Regions from separate parts of the Mus musculus genome. Here all the other regions are linked to region 1. Evidence: chromatin contacts called from public HiChIP or PLAC-seq data. All regions are on one chromosome and are shown on one strand. The core of a region is the stretch at or near the end of the contact, and the rest is flanking DNA. Distances in the headings are between cores, read along the strand shown. Region 1 holds the start of Lipt1 (lipoyltransferase 1). Region 2 overlaps Tmem131 (transmembrane protein 131). Region 3 holds the start of Chst10 (carbohydrate sulfotransferase 10).

Evidence for each region. HiChIP or PLAC-seq counts read pairs in DNA pulled down with a chosen protein or histone mark.
Region 2: an H3K27ac HiChIP or PLAC-seq map of embryonic stem cells shows a contact between it and region 1, with 4 times the contacts expected there. The contact joins the enhancer-like site here to the promoter of Lipt1 in region 1. A contact is called at or near these places in 6 of 39 promoter capture datasets (the C10 cell line, the HPC-7 cell line, HPC-7-derived erythroid cells and 3 more), 4 of 115 datasets of contacts at active chromatin or transcription factors (T-cell acute lymphoblastic leukemia, embryonic stem cells and pro-B cells) and 1 of 9 other capture datasets (embryonic stem cells).
Region 3: an H3K27ac HiChIP or PLAC-seq map of regulatory T cells shows a contact between it and region 1, with 7 times the contacts expected there. The contact joins the promoter of Chst10 here to the promoter of Lipt1 in region 1. A contact is called at or near these places in 1 of 39 promoter capture datasets (the 3T3-L1 cell line), 1 of 484 Hi-C or Micro-C datasets (CD4 T cells) and 1 of 115 datasets of contacts at active chromatin or transcription factors (regulatory T cells).

What each region holds. Positions count from the first base shown.
Region 1 is chr1:37,870,186-37,873,950 of GRCm38.p6, reverse strand. It overlaps Lipt1 (lipoyltransferase 1), which reads right to left and starts at 1,732. Exons shown (of 2, transcript NM_001037918.4): 1 at 1,626-1,732.
Region 2 is chr1:36,829,165-36,832,929 of GRCm38.p6, reverse strand. Tmem131 (transmembrane protein 131) reads left to right here. Exons shown (of 41, transcript NM_018872.2): 12 at 3,256-3,364. Among named protein-coding and RNA genes, the nearest start is that of Zap70, 69 kb to the right of the region's middle. Within about 2 kb of position 1,734, at least 82 of the 459 cell types and tissues checked have an H3K27ac peak or open chromatin away from gene starts, as enhancers often do. A contact at or near this core is called in T-cell acute lymphoblastic leukemia, embryonic stem cells, pro-B cells and 1 more, where this site is marked.
Region 3 is chr1:38,896,283-38,900,047 of GRCm38.p6, reverse strand. It overlaps Chst10 (carbohydrate sulfotransferase 10), which reads left to right and starts at 1,888. Exons shown (of 7, transcript NM_145142.2): 1 at 1,888-2,158. It overlaps Gm51581, which reads right to left and starts at 3,438. Exons shown (of 3, transcript XM_030243909.1): 1 at 3,393-3,438; 2 at 2,415-2,646; 3 at 1,098-2,331. The coding sequence starts at 3,438. The coding sequence ends at 1,698.

The DNA of each region.
Region 1 (3,765 bases), core at 483-2,982:
TATAGAGGTTCAGGTAAAATAGTTGCTTTTACATTTTAATGCTTGCTTTGCAACTAACTGAATAGCTTTAGACCGGTAGTTTAATCTCTATCTGATCCAGTTGCCTTTAACTGAATTCAAGAGCACATGAGATGAACCTAAATAATTGTGATTTCAAGGTCTTCTCTTCCAATCCATTTTTTTTTTTGACAGTTTAACATGTCTTCTTTCAAGTGTACAAGGATTCCTAAAAGATATGTCAAACTGGAGTTTACCTTGATACATTAACTATGGTCCACAATTAACCAGCCAATGGCTGACAGAGTCTGCAGTAACTATAAGGCATGCTTTGTCCTTGACAGTTGGGATTCATCAGTGAACTACATAAAGGTGACAAGAGTCACAGGGAAGGGAGACACATTGCCAGAATAAAGACTGTAAATCTGTGTGAGTCATGTTTAAATAGGACTACTAAAATAGTTACACGTGAGTCATTTTAAGGAGTTAAACTAAATGATTATTATGTATCGTATCACAAATTATTTTAGTTATCAGAACACAATCTCCCCACCCTCAGACACGATGAGTGTGTAGCCCTGGATCTCCTGAAACTACCTCTGTAGACCAGGCTGACCTTGAGCTCACAGAGATCTATTTGCCTCTGCCTCTGGGTTGAAGGCCTGACATACCTTCTGAGACAGACTGTAGCTGACAGACAAAATGAAACAATCTAACTTTTGAAAACCTGGTAGAATTCTGTTTCTACAGTGTTACTTTGCATAGCGACCCACACCCATATTTTACTTTTTTAAATGAAAAACTTTTTATACAATGCATTTTGATCACGTTCCTTCCTCTCCCCGTTTTTTTCAGATCCCACCACCTCCCTATCCACCCAACTTTATGTTCTTTCTTTAAAAAACCAAAACCTATGAAAACTAAAGTCAAAATAAGTAAAAGATCAACGAGACAAGACCAAAAAAGAAAAAAAAAAAAAAGCCCGTGGAGTTTGTTTTGTGTTGGCCACCTACTCCTCTGTAGGCGCCTGGGCTAGGATGTGGTTGATATACCCAACTACACTCTATTTTAACAGCTTTAGCTGAGCAAGGGATGGAACTCACTCAGTCTAGGTTTGAACTGTACCGCCGAGCAATCCACCCCCAGCTCTCTGCTTTCATCTTCATTACTGGTGTTATAATTATTTCCTCAGGAGGCTCTTACTTCCATGCTCTGGGAGACACTTCTGCAACTGCCAACACATGCTTCTCCCTGACAGAGTGTAAAGCAAGACCTAACTACAGGCCTACCTTCCTCACAAGGCCTTACCAAAACTATTTGCTATCCTCCTAATAACGCGATCCAAACCTGGAAGTGATTACGAACTTTTAAGCAAGCTTTACTCTTCGGGAGCAGGCACGCGACTAGCACTGAATGTCTTGTTTAGTTTACCCTACGCCGTATTAGAAATCAACTGTTCCCAATAATGAAATTACGTCCGGAGCACCAGGTGTAATCTGCAGAGCTTTCAGAACCAATAGGAGGGGCCCATGGGACGCACGCGTGCTCTCCGCAGCACCCACTCCTGCTCAGCGTGTGCCTCCACAACCCGCAAAGAATTCACTGGAACTGCTTCCGGCTTCACTCACCTGCCACTTCCGGTCGCGCCCGCAGCAGCTTTTTCTGCAAATTAAAACTCAATCAACCCACGTGGAACCCAGAACACTCAGCCCTCTAGACGCAGTTGCTGGGGAGTCCTCCCCAGCCCCGCCCAAGAGACCCGCCCTCAAGAGGCCACGCCCCCGTAAAGCTCGCCCCCTGGATAAGCCACACCCCCAGGAGGTCGTGGCTAAGCCTGAAATAGAAGCAAATATTTTTAAGGTTATTTCCTTCAGGCCAATGCATTTAGAACTAGATTCATTGAAAGGACAAAGTCCACTTACCAAAATATGTAAAGACGAGCTGGGTGATTCCTATGCTGGTTTCTTTCAGCAAGAGTTGGCTAAACTGTGTGGTCCAAAATGGTCTGTTCACACTCAGGAGGTGCTGTCTAGCTGCTGGGGCGGTTCGATTCAAGGCACTTGGAAGCGCTTCAACCGCATTCCTATGGCCCCAGGAACAACAAAGCCAGACTAGAGTTAAGGAATGAGATCACGGACCCACTTCTTGATGAGCAGAGCCCAAAGAATTTGTGGTCATTCCTCGCTCTTCCACAGAAACCAGTCTCTCCTCCTTCAGTTAGAATGGAAGCCTCTCCAGCCTTGCCTCCTGGTACTGCTAACGCAGTAAATGAGCAGAGTTAATTCAGGGTATATAAATTAGCTGCACCACAGACAGGACTCCTGTCTGTTACTGCAACTTTGATGAGATCAGTCTTCAGCTGGATGGTATTATGAGGGTGGGAAGGGATACTTTTCCATTCGTCATTGTAGGAATTTTGCTAGTTATCAAAATAGCCCCACATTGTGTTGCCCTTAGTAGGGCTCCTAAATTAGTAGTCTGCTTCTATATTGTATTCTTTGAAATCTGAGAAGGGACAGTTTTTTTCTGTTGTTGTTGTTCTGTTTTGTTTTTGTTTTTTGTTTTGTTTTGTTTTAATTTCCTTCAATGACCTTCCTTCATTCTCCACTGTCTGCTCTAAGATGTCTGTCTTTGGACCAGTTATCCTCTTTTTCTACTTCTTCAGCTTCTCCACTGGAATGTCCAATAACACTCTAACCTGCTTTATAGTCCTCTGGTGATGGCAATTCTCCTTTCCTGCATTTTATTCTGTCTCCTCCCCCGCTCCCAATCCCCAAGACAGGGTTTCTCTGTGTAGCCCTGGCTGTTCTGGAACTCATTTTGTAGACCAGGCTGGCCTTGAATGCACAGAGATCCACCTGCCTCTGCTTCTGGAGTGCTGAAATTAAAAGTGTGCTCCACCATGCCTGGCTCTGTCTGCTCTTCTTAAAACTTCTATTTGAGTGTGAGTTAGGGTCTCCCCCTGTAAGGCAGGCTTGCCTGGAACTCGCTATGTGGACCAGACTGGCCTCACAGAGAGCTTTCTGCCTCTGCCTTCCAAGTGCTGGGATTAAAGGTATTAGCATGGGCTTCTTTCATTTAATCACCATATTAAGGCTGAGATAACACACATTATACAGCAAATCAATCTGTATGTATGTATGTATGTATGTATGTATGTTACAAAATGTATTAGTCAGGGTTCTCTAGAGTCAGAGAACTTATAGTCTGTCTCTCTATAGTAAGGAAATCTATTATGATGACTTACAGTCTGTAGTCCAACTCCCCAACAACGATCAGCTGTGAATGGGAAGTCCAAGGATCTAGTAGCTGCTTAGTCCCACAAGGCTAGTAGATTCAAACAGTTGTGTTGGCAAGTAAACACAAGCAGGCAAAGAGAAGCGAATCTTCCTTCTTCAAATGTCCTTATGTAGGTCTCCAGCATGAGGTGTGGTGCAGATTAAAGGTGTGTACCACCACACCTGGATCTGGGACTTGTTTTGTCCCAGGCTGACCTTGAACTCAAGAGATCTCCTTGCCTTAGTCTCCTGGGATTCGTAACCACTATGCCTCAAGATCTCCATGCCAAGATCCAGGTCAGAAACTCATATCTCCCAGCCTCACAATGTGGATCACAGGTGAGCCTTCCAATTCTGGATTGTAGTTCATTCCAGATATAGTTAAGTTGACAACCAGGAATAGCCAGTACATAGAATGACTACAAAGGGTTAAAGAAACAAGGCGTTTTAGGTCATTTCAAAGAGACCTGAGAGTCCAAAGCTAGAAACT
Region 2 (3,765 bases), core at 485-2,984, 1.0 Mb after region 1:
CTTTAGAGAAGTCATTTTCCTCCAGTTAGGCTGTGCTGAATGTTAATGTGTATTTTATTCATTTCTCTTCCAAGATCTATTCTCTCTTTAAACACTGTGGTCCTTCCCAGTGTGTGATAGCAATTCAGGGAGCTCCAGATGTGATCCCCTGACCATGCACAGAAGGCCCACATTCAGGCCCTCCTGTCTGTCATGTAACTGAGAAAACAGCCTTCCTGATATCATGACACCCATGTGCCTCAGATATCTTCAAAGGGAGGCTTGCATGAGCTTCCTTGGTAGTTGATGAGTGGGAGCCATTTGTATCAGCTTGACATTTGCTCTAGTGAATGTATACACAAAATATCCAGTTGCTATGTACTAGCCGGTTTCCCCTCGCTTGTTGGCATGCTCTGACTGCTCAATATGTCTTGGAATCTTTTTTTTAAAAAAAGACAAAAAACCAAGGTCTCACACGTGGCTCTGAACTCACAGAGATCTACCTCAGCTTCCTAGGTACTGGGATTATAGGCATGCACACCACACCTGACATAATTACTGAGTGCTAGTTTGACCTGAATATCATGAGAAAAGACTAAACATGTATTAAGAATAGATGCAAGCATCAGATCCCATTACAGATGTTTTGATCCTCCAGGTGGTTGCTGGGAATTGAACTCAGAACCTCTGGAAGATCATCAGTCAGTGCTCTTAACCACTGAGCCATCTCTCCAGCCCTGCTTTCCCATTTCTTAAGTCATCTTTGAATTAGCAGTAGTTAGTAACTAGTACTAAAGTGGCTAGTATAAATAAGTTCATTACAAGGCAATGATTTTGAATAATTTTTTCATCTTAAGTTACCTGAATGAACTTTAAGTATTTTATTGTGATTTTTGTTTGTTATTTATTTATTTGTTATTTCCTTAGACAAATGAGTTTTACCTGATGATTCAGGTTTATTTTTAAGAGTGCACAGTTCAGACTCCTTGTGTAAAGTGGCTCACCAACTTTACATTTGTTCACTATTAGTGCAGTATGTTTTGCAGTGATAACTCTGAATGTAAATTCTCTCTCTCATTTGGCAATGCTTAAAGTATTGCATTTGAAGTGAAAGAATCATTTTTTTTCAACATGTATTTTAAGATCTTCCTGCTTATAACAACTGTATCTCAGCAAAAAAACATGACTTGTTCTTTCTGGTACGGTTTTGCAAGGCTGCTACCACAGAGAGCATGCTACGGTGTGGCCCCTCAGGAACCGCTGCAGCAAGGGAGCATGTCTGGACATGGCCGTGCTTCCATTGTTGCTGTCTCACAAGGTAGACAGTGAAGGAAAGCCCTCTGAGGCCTCAGCTCACAAGGCCAGCTCTCTAGCTCCGCAGACAGATCATACCCTAGAGAAATTCTCACAGGTGGGGAAGTGAGCCTGAGTGTGGCCACGAGCAGCTGGGGCTCCAGCTGCACTCCTGCTGCCTGCCTGCCTGCCACGTGTGCTCCGTGGCTTCCCTTGCTCGGGTGGTAAAATCGTGCAATAAAAGCAAAAGAAACTTCCTTCCATTTGCAGCTTAGCTCACAGTTCTAGCTGTTCTTTGTTTACTCTCAAAATGCTTACATATGCTTGAGGGGATGGAGAGGTCTGTGTTTTAGACGGTTGCTACTAACAGTAAGCTTATTGATAAGTAAGGAATTGCTGTGAGCAGATCTTCTGGTTCCCAGCCCAGTCTTCAGCGCACAGTGAAGCAGATGAGAAGCTCATGCTGGGAGAGCAGAGGTGCAAGGATTCCAGCAGTGCTTCTGCGGGAGGGAGGGAGCAGTCCTTAGGGTGCCCCAGCCTGTGAGGTCTTGCTAGCCCCCAGGGCTAATGGCAGTGCGTGGGAGAGTGAGCTGCCCTGGCAGGCCCTGGAGTTACTCTAATCTTCTTAAGTCCCTGCCATAGCAAGCACCAGGCTGCAGGCCAGTGTCCTTTTTCATATTCTTCTCACTTCTGTTGTGGCTTCAAGGGACTCACATTTGATGCTCAGACTGGGAAGAGTTCTCCTTTATAAGGATCAGCCTCGACTGGGGAGGAATCTAGTGCCCTGCCGGCCGTGAAGCAGGCATGAGCTTCACAGGTGGAGGATTGTCCTGGGGGGAGGGGGGGGGATAAGTGGGCTTTGATGTCAAGTTCACACAGCCCCAATGATTTGATACTTAGAATTAAGGTTACTGTGCAATTTGTATACCAGGATGTCAGACAAGTGGCCCTGTACCGAGTCAGGAGCCTGGCTTCAGTCCTCTCGGTACCCGACTGTTGAAACATTGCGTTATACTCTGAGGCTTTCTTTCTTTTTTTTTTTTTTAGATTTGCTTATTTATTTATTTATTTATTTATTTATTTATTTATTTATTTATTATATGTAAGTACCCTGTAGCTGTCCTCAGACACTCCAGAAGAGGGAGTCAGATCTCGTTATGGATGGTTGTGAGCCACCATGTGGTTGCTGGGATTTGAACTCCTGACCTTCGGAAGAACAGTCGGGTGCTCTTACCCACTGAGCCATCTCACCAGCCCGAGGCTCTCTTTATTAGAACAGTGCGGATAGAATTGATATCTTTGAATTCTTTCAGTTAAAATGATTTGTATCATTGAGGATAATTTAAAAAAATAAACCTTATAAAGTGTTCAATTTAAATATATACTAAAAATACACCATTTAGTGGGGTGTTTGTTTATTTGTTTGTTTGTCTTAACTTTAAGTTTGTGTAGATAGACCTGATTTCCTAAGTTGTAAGCATCCGAGCCTCACTTCCAAGTTCAGTGCCTCTGTAGTGAGCCTCAGTCCCTAGTGCTCACTAGAGTGCAGCCTTACCCTTTGACAGTGGACCGTGCTTACCCTGCCAAGCTGGGGAGAAACACTGCAGAGGCCACATGGGGTCACAGTGCCCTGAGGTGTGCTCACTCTTCCTACTAGGACACAGTTTCAGGGCACCTTTGTGTGTGGCTTTCTTCAAGATGGATGAGTCTTGAGATATCTTCTTGTCCTCTTATCTTAGAAAGTAGGCTTTCATGTAGAGAAGGAGACCTTTAGGTTTCCCATGTGTGAGTTCGTCCTGAGGTGTCATACTTAGTCATCTCATACTTTGCCATCACTGCATTTCATACAGTGTTCTTGTGAAAGTCGGGCTTTGCTCTTGTCTTATTTCACTTACAGCTACTAGTATTACGCCTTACGTTTGTGTATGCTTTTCTTTCTACCTAAACTACTAGACTAAAATAACAGGTTTGTTTTCTTCGCAGAGTGTTCGACCAACACCACAAAATGACGCTATCACGGTACATTTTAAACCAGTTACGTTAAAAGCTTCTGAAAGTAAATATACCAAGGTTGCCAGCATTAGTTTTGATGGTAAATATTCATTTTTTTCTCCTAGAGTGGTTATTATTTTGACAAACTAGAAAGCTCCTATGTTGATGAGTTAATATAGAAATCCAGACTATTTTAATACTACTGCCTCAATTGATTTTCCCCTATGAAGATTCATCATTAACTTACTTTATTAATTCATAATATAACTCCACAAACCTAAAACAGTATGTACAATCAGGAAACCTAAGCAGATGTGTTAGGGTCGGAAGTTTCTGTAGTGTGGGATAACTAGTCACAGCAGTCGACATTTACCTTAGTTATGAAGTCATTGGGTGTTTTAATTAACTGATACTATATTTAACTTCCAGAAGCACATTTTGGTTCACAGGCAAAAATATTATTTTTAACATTTTTCTGTGTTGACTTTTTAAGCAAAGCAG
Region 3 (3,765 bases), core at 639-3,138, 1.0 Mb before region 1:
ACTGCAAGGCTGAGTGGACCATGGAGCTGAGTCATCTTATACCCAGCGGTGTCAGACAGAGGCTGTCTTTTAATGTCCTGACTCAAGTCAAACATGAGCTCAGGTCTCACTGGGATCTTTGAATGAGACAGAGCCTGCTTCTTGGTTCAGGCAGGCTTACCTCAAAGAATTAAGGACCTAGAGACTCAACAGCCACCCATGCCACTCAGAGCCAGTGGATCCCATTTAACATTGCAAAGAATGACCAGCAAGGACAGGACAGTAGAGAAAAGCTAGCAAATCTTTATTGAGGCAGACAGAGATGCAGAGAACTCACAAGGAATTTGCCAATGTGGCCTTGGCTGGATCCCCTTTTATACTCAGAAATTAAGCCTGATTGGGCAGAGCTGAGAGGCTCCTGTCTGTCTGAAGTGAATGGATGTGGAAGAGACTGGCTCAGGGTGGGGGGAAGGTAAGAGACAGGTCAAGGCTCAGGAAAAGCCTGATGGTAGGAGGCCAGCTGAGGAAGACCCACCAGAAGTTCTGGGGGAACAGAGGAGGGGTGGCAAGATGAGGGAGGGACTGAGGAGTCAGGAGGTGAGGTGGGCAAGGGCTGGCCAGCCATTGTCAGGACAAAAGTCAGTCATAATCTTCATAAATTGGGCCTTTTAAAAGTCACAGCTTCTGAGTGAAACGTACAGAAACTGGACTTCTGAATCACACAGAAGCTGTCTTCTCGGAGCCTGGCCCAGTACTCCTGGGCAGGAGAACAGCCTTGGAGATAATGGGGTCTACTCCCCATTCACTGTCTGTGTTGTGTTCCTGGGGAGGCTTCCTGTCTGCAGATGACTCCTTCTGACTGAGATAAGTTCACTGAGAAACCAACCCTGCCAGTTTGTAAAAGTTTTTCTCCAGACATTTCTTAACCAGTTCTCTCTCTCTCTCTCTCTCTCTCTCTCTCTCTCTCTCTCTGTGTGTGTGTGTGTGTGTGTGTGTGTGTGTGTGGAGAGAGAGAGAGAGAGAGAGAGAGAGAGAGAGAGAGAGAGACATTCTCTGTGTAGACCTGGTGGAAGTTGCTCTGTAGACCAGGCTGGACTAGAACTCAAGAATTTGCCTACCTCTGCCTCCCTATACTGGGATTAAAGTGAGCCACCATGCCCAGGTAACCAATCAGGGTTGTTAAGAAACTATGAATGGGGCTGGAGAGATGGCACAGCAGTTAAGAGGTGGTACCACCTTTGCAGAGGACCTGAGTTCAGTTCCTAGCACCCACACTGAGTAACTCACAATTCCCTCTTAAGTCTTGCTGGAAGGGATCCCACACTTTTCCTGACTCTGTGGGCCCTATATTCAAGTATACACACCCACACAGAGATGCAAACATAAAAATAATAAAAGTAATTTTAAAAAATCTATGGATAGAGGAAGGTGTGGTACCTAGCATTTACCATGCCCTGCATCCCTGAGGCTGAGAAAGGAGGATTGCCTCACGCTGGAGTCCAACCTGAGCTTCGGAGTGAGTTACAGGTAAGCCTGCACTCCATTGAGGCATGGTCTTTTAAAAAAGAAAAAACAAAATAAAACAGAATAGAAACAAATGCAAATAACTAAGGAAGAATAAAGATTTGTACTATACCAAAGCTCAAGCGATCTGACCTTTCCTCAGGTCAAAAAAAATTTTTTTTTTTAAAGAATGATTGTTGATCTACTTATGTGTTTCATTGTCGTTGACATTGTTGCGTTTTCCTAAGTTTTGGATTTCCTTTGCCTTCTCCAAGGTGTTTTCTGCGCGGTGCGGCTGGGTTGCTGCATCTGTACAATTTCTCCACAGGCCAATGGGGACCAGGAGGCCTGGGATGGTGGGTGCGCGGTGCGTCCTCCTGGCTTCCTGCAACGTGGACGCGCGCGCGCGTGCACAGCGGTGGCGGCGACGACGCGCAGGACCAGGCCCACACTCCCGGGCGGCAGTGGGCGGCGGTCTTGCACCCCGAAGCTCGCACGCGCCCGGCTTCCTCCTTCCGGCGTGGCTGCACCCCTGCACCCTGCAGGAGGGTAGGCGGGTAGCGGTGCGGAGGTCTGGGCAGAGCCCGCCTCCGGGGCTCCGGGGACGCCCACAGGCCCCGCGAGGCCCGAGCAGAGCGCCAGCGGCTGGGAGGAGCGCGAGCGCCGATGTACGAGGGTGAGCTGGGAACTCGGGGGTGGCGGGTCTCAATGAAGTGCTGTCCCCCACCCCTTTGCCGGGTAGACAGAAGGGTGGTGGACTCGGTTTTCCTCAGCGAGCTACCTCGGTGTGTGCTGTGGCGACTTAAAGACGTCCCTGGATGGAGAGATTCCTGGGAAGAGCCTTCATCACTTAATTATGCAACGAGGCGGCGTCCTTGTGCTGGATGCAGTGATGAATGGAATCGATGATACTTGAACCATCCATCGTCTACCTTTGCCACCCTGGGATGGAGACTTGCGTTTGTAAATGTGGGGTGGGGTGGAAAGAGGAGAATGTTTTCCCACTTGGGTCCCAGGAGCGTGCTGGGAAGGAGGACTGGAGGGAGGAACCTGTGCAGCCTTTGCGAAGGAGCGCACGGTTGAGCGCGGCTCCCGGGGCGCTAGGGGAAGGAGTTCTGCCTGCGAGCAGGTCCTGCTTGCTGGCCCATACCTTCACCAAGAGGTCTGTCAGAAGTTGGAGGTCTAGGCATCAATTACTGCACTTTCTGGCTGGAAAGATGAAACAGGTTTTCCAAAAGCTGGTGCTTTTTCGTTCTCCAAGTCTATTCAAGGCAGGAAAGGGCAGGGCAGTGAATACAAAGTAGCTCAGCCAGGCAGGTTCTGGTTAGCCACAAGGAGTTGGGTTTTTGCGCTGGTCTATTGGAACTGCCAGAGCAGGATATGTCTTGAGACATTCTTAAAGTGAGACAGCTCAGCTTCGTTCCCGCTTGCTGATCACTAGCCACGACTTCATCTTTTCTAAGTGACTGGGTTAAAAAGAAAAGACACAAAGAGAGAAATGACTTTCTACCTTCAGTGGTCCCCAGGATAATTAGGACATAGTTTATCTTAAAGCAGAATTGGAGTTTCAAGATGAAAAGAAAAATCTTCACATGTTTGCTCTTGACCCTCAAGAACAGAAGAAATTCCCAAGAAAGCCGCCCCCTCCCGGAAAGGAAAATAGAGTTTTGTTTGTTTGTTTGTTTGTTTTGTTTTTGCAAAGTTGAACAAAGAGCATCAGAAAACACTTGCAAGTATTCTGTGCCACTTGCAGTAATATTTGGGTCCGTTTTGAAGAATTAGGAGAGAGCCAGGAGTACGGTGGGGAGAGAGGACTGACTATATAAGACCCTGAACTTGAGATCTTCTGAACCAGACAGTTTTCTCATCACACAGTCTGGAATTGCTTAAGCTATGTGAGGCGAACTTACCATTAATTTTAATACTGAGGTTTTCCTGTTTTAGAATAAAGGCCATTGTTTGTTTATTGTGCCAACAGCCCTACCTATGATTTCTCTAATGCCACCAGGTTGACGTTTATTCCATTATTCATTTATCAAGTGACGTTTGTCTAGAATCTGCCAGATGCTAAGGCTTGACAGAACCCAGAGTGTATCTGTCATTGGAATAACTCATGGTTCTGTATAAAAAATTATTTACCCAACATTTAGCAAATAAAACAGTGGAATTGGATTATTCATGATAAAATATATTTCATTAATAATTTTAATTTTCTTACTGAATCACAGAGATGGTTCTTAAATAGCTGGCTCTTATGCCACATTTGAAATACATTCTTGCTTA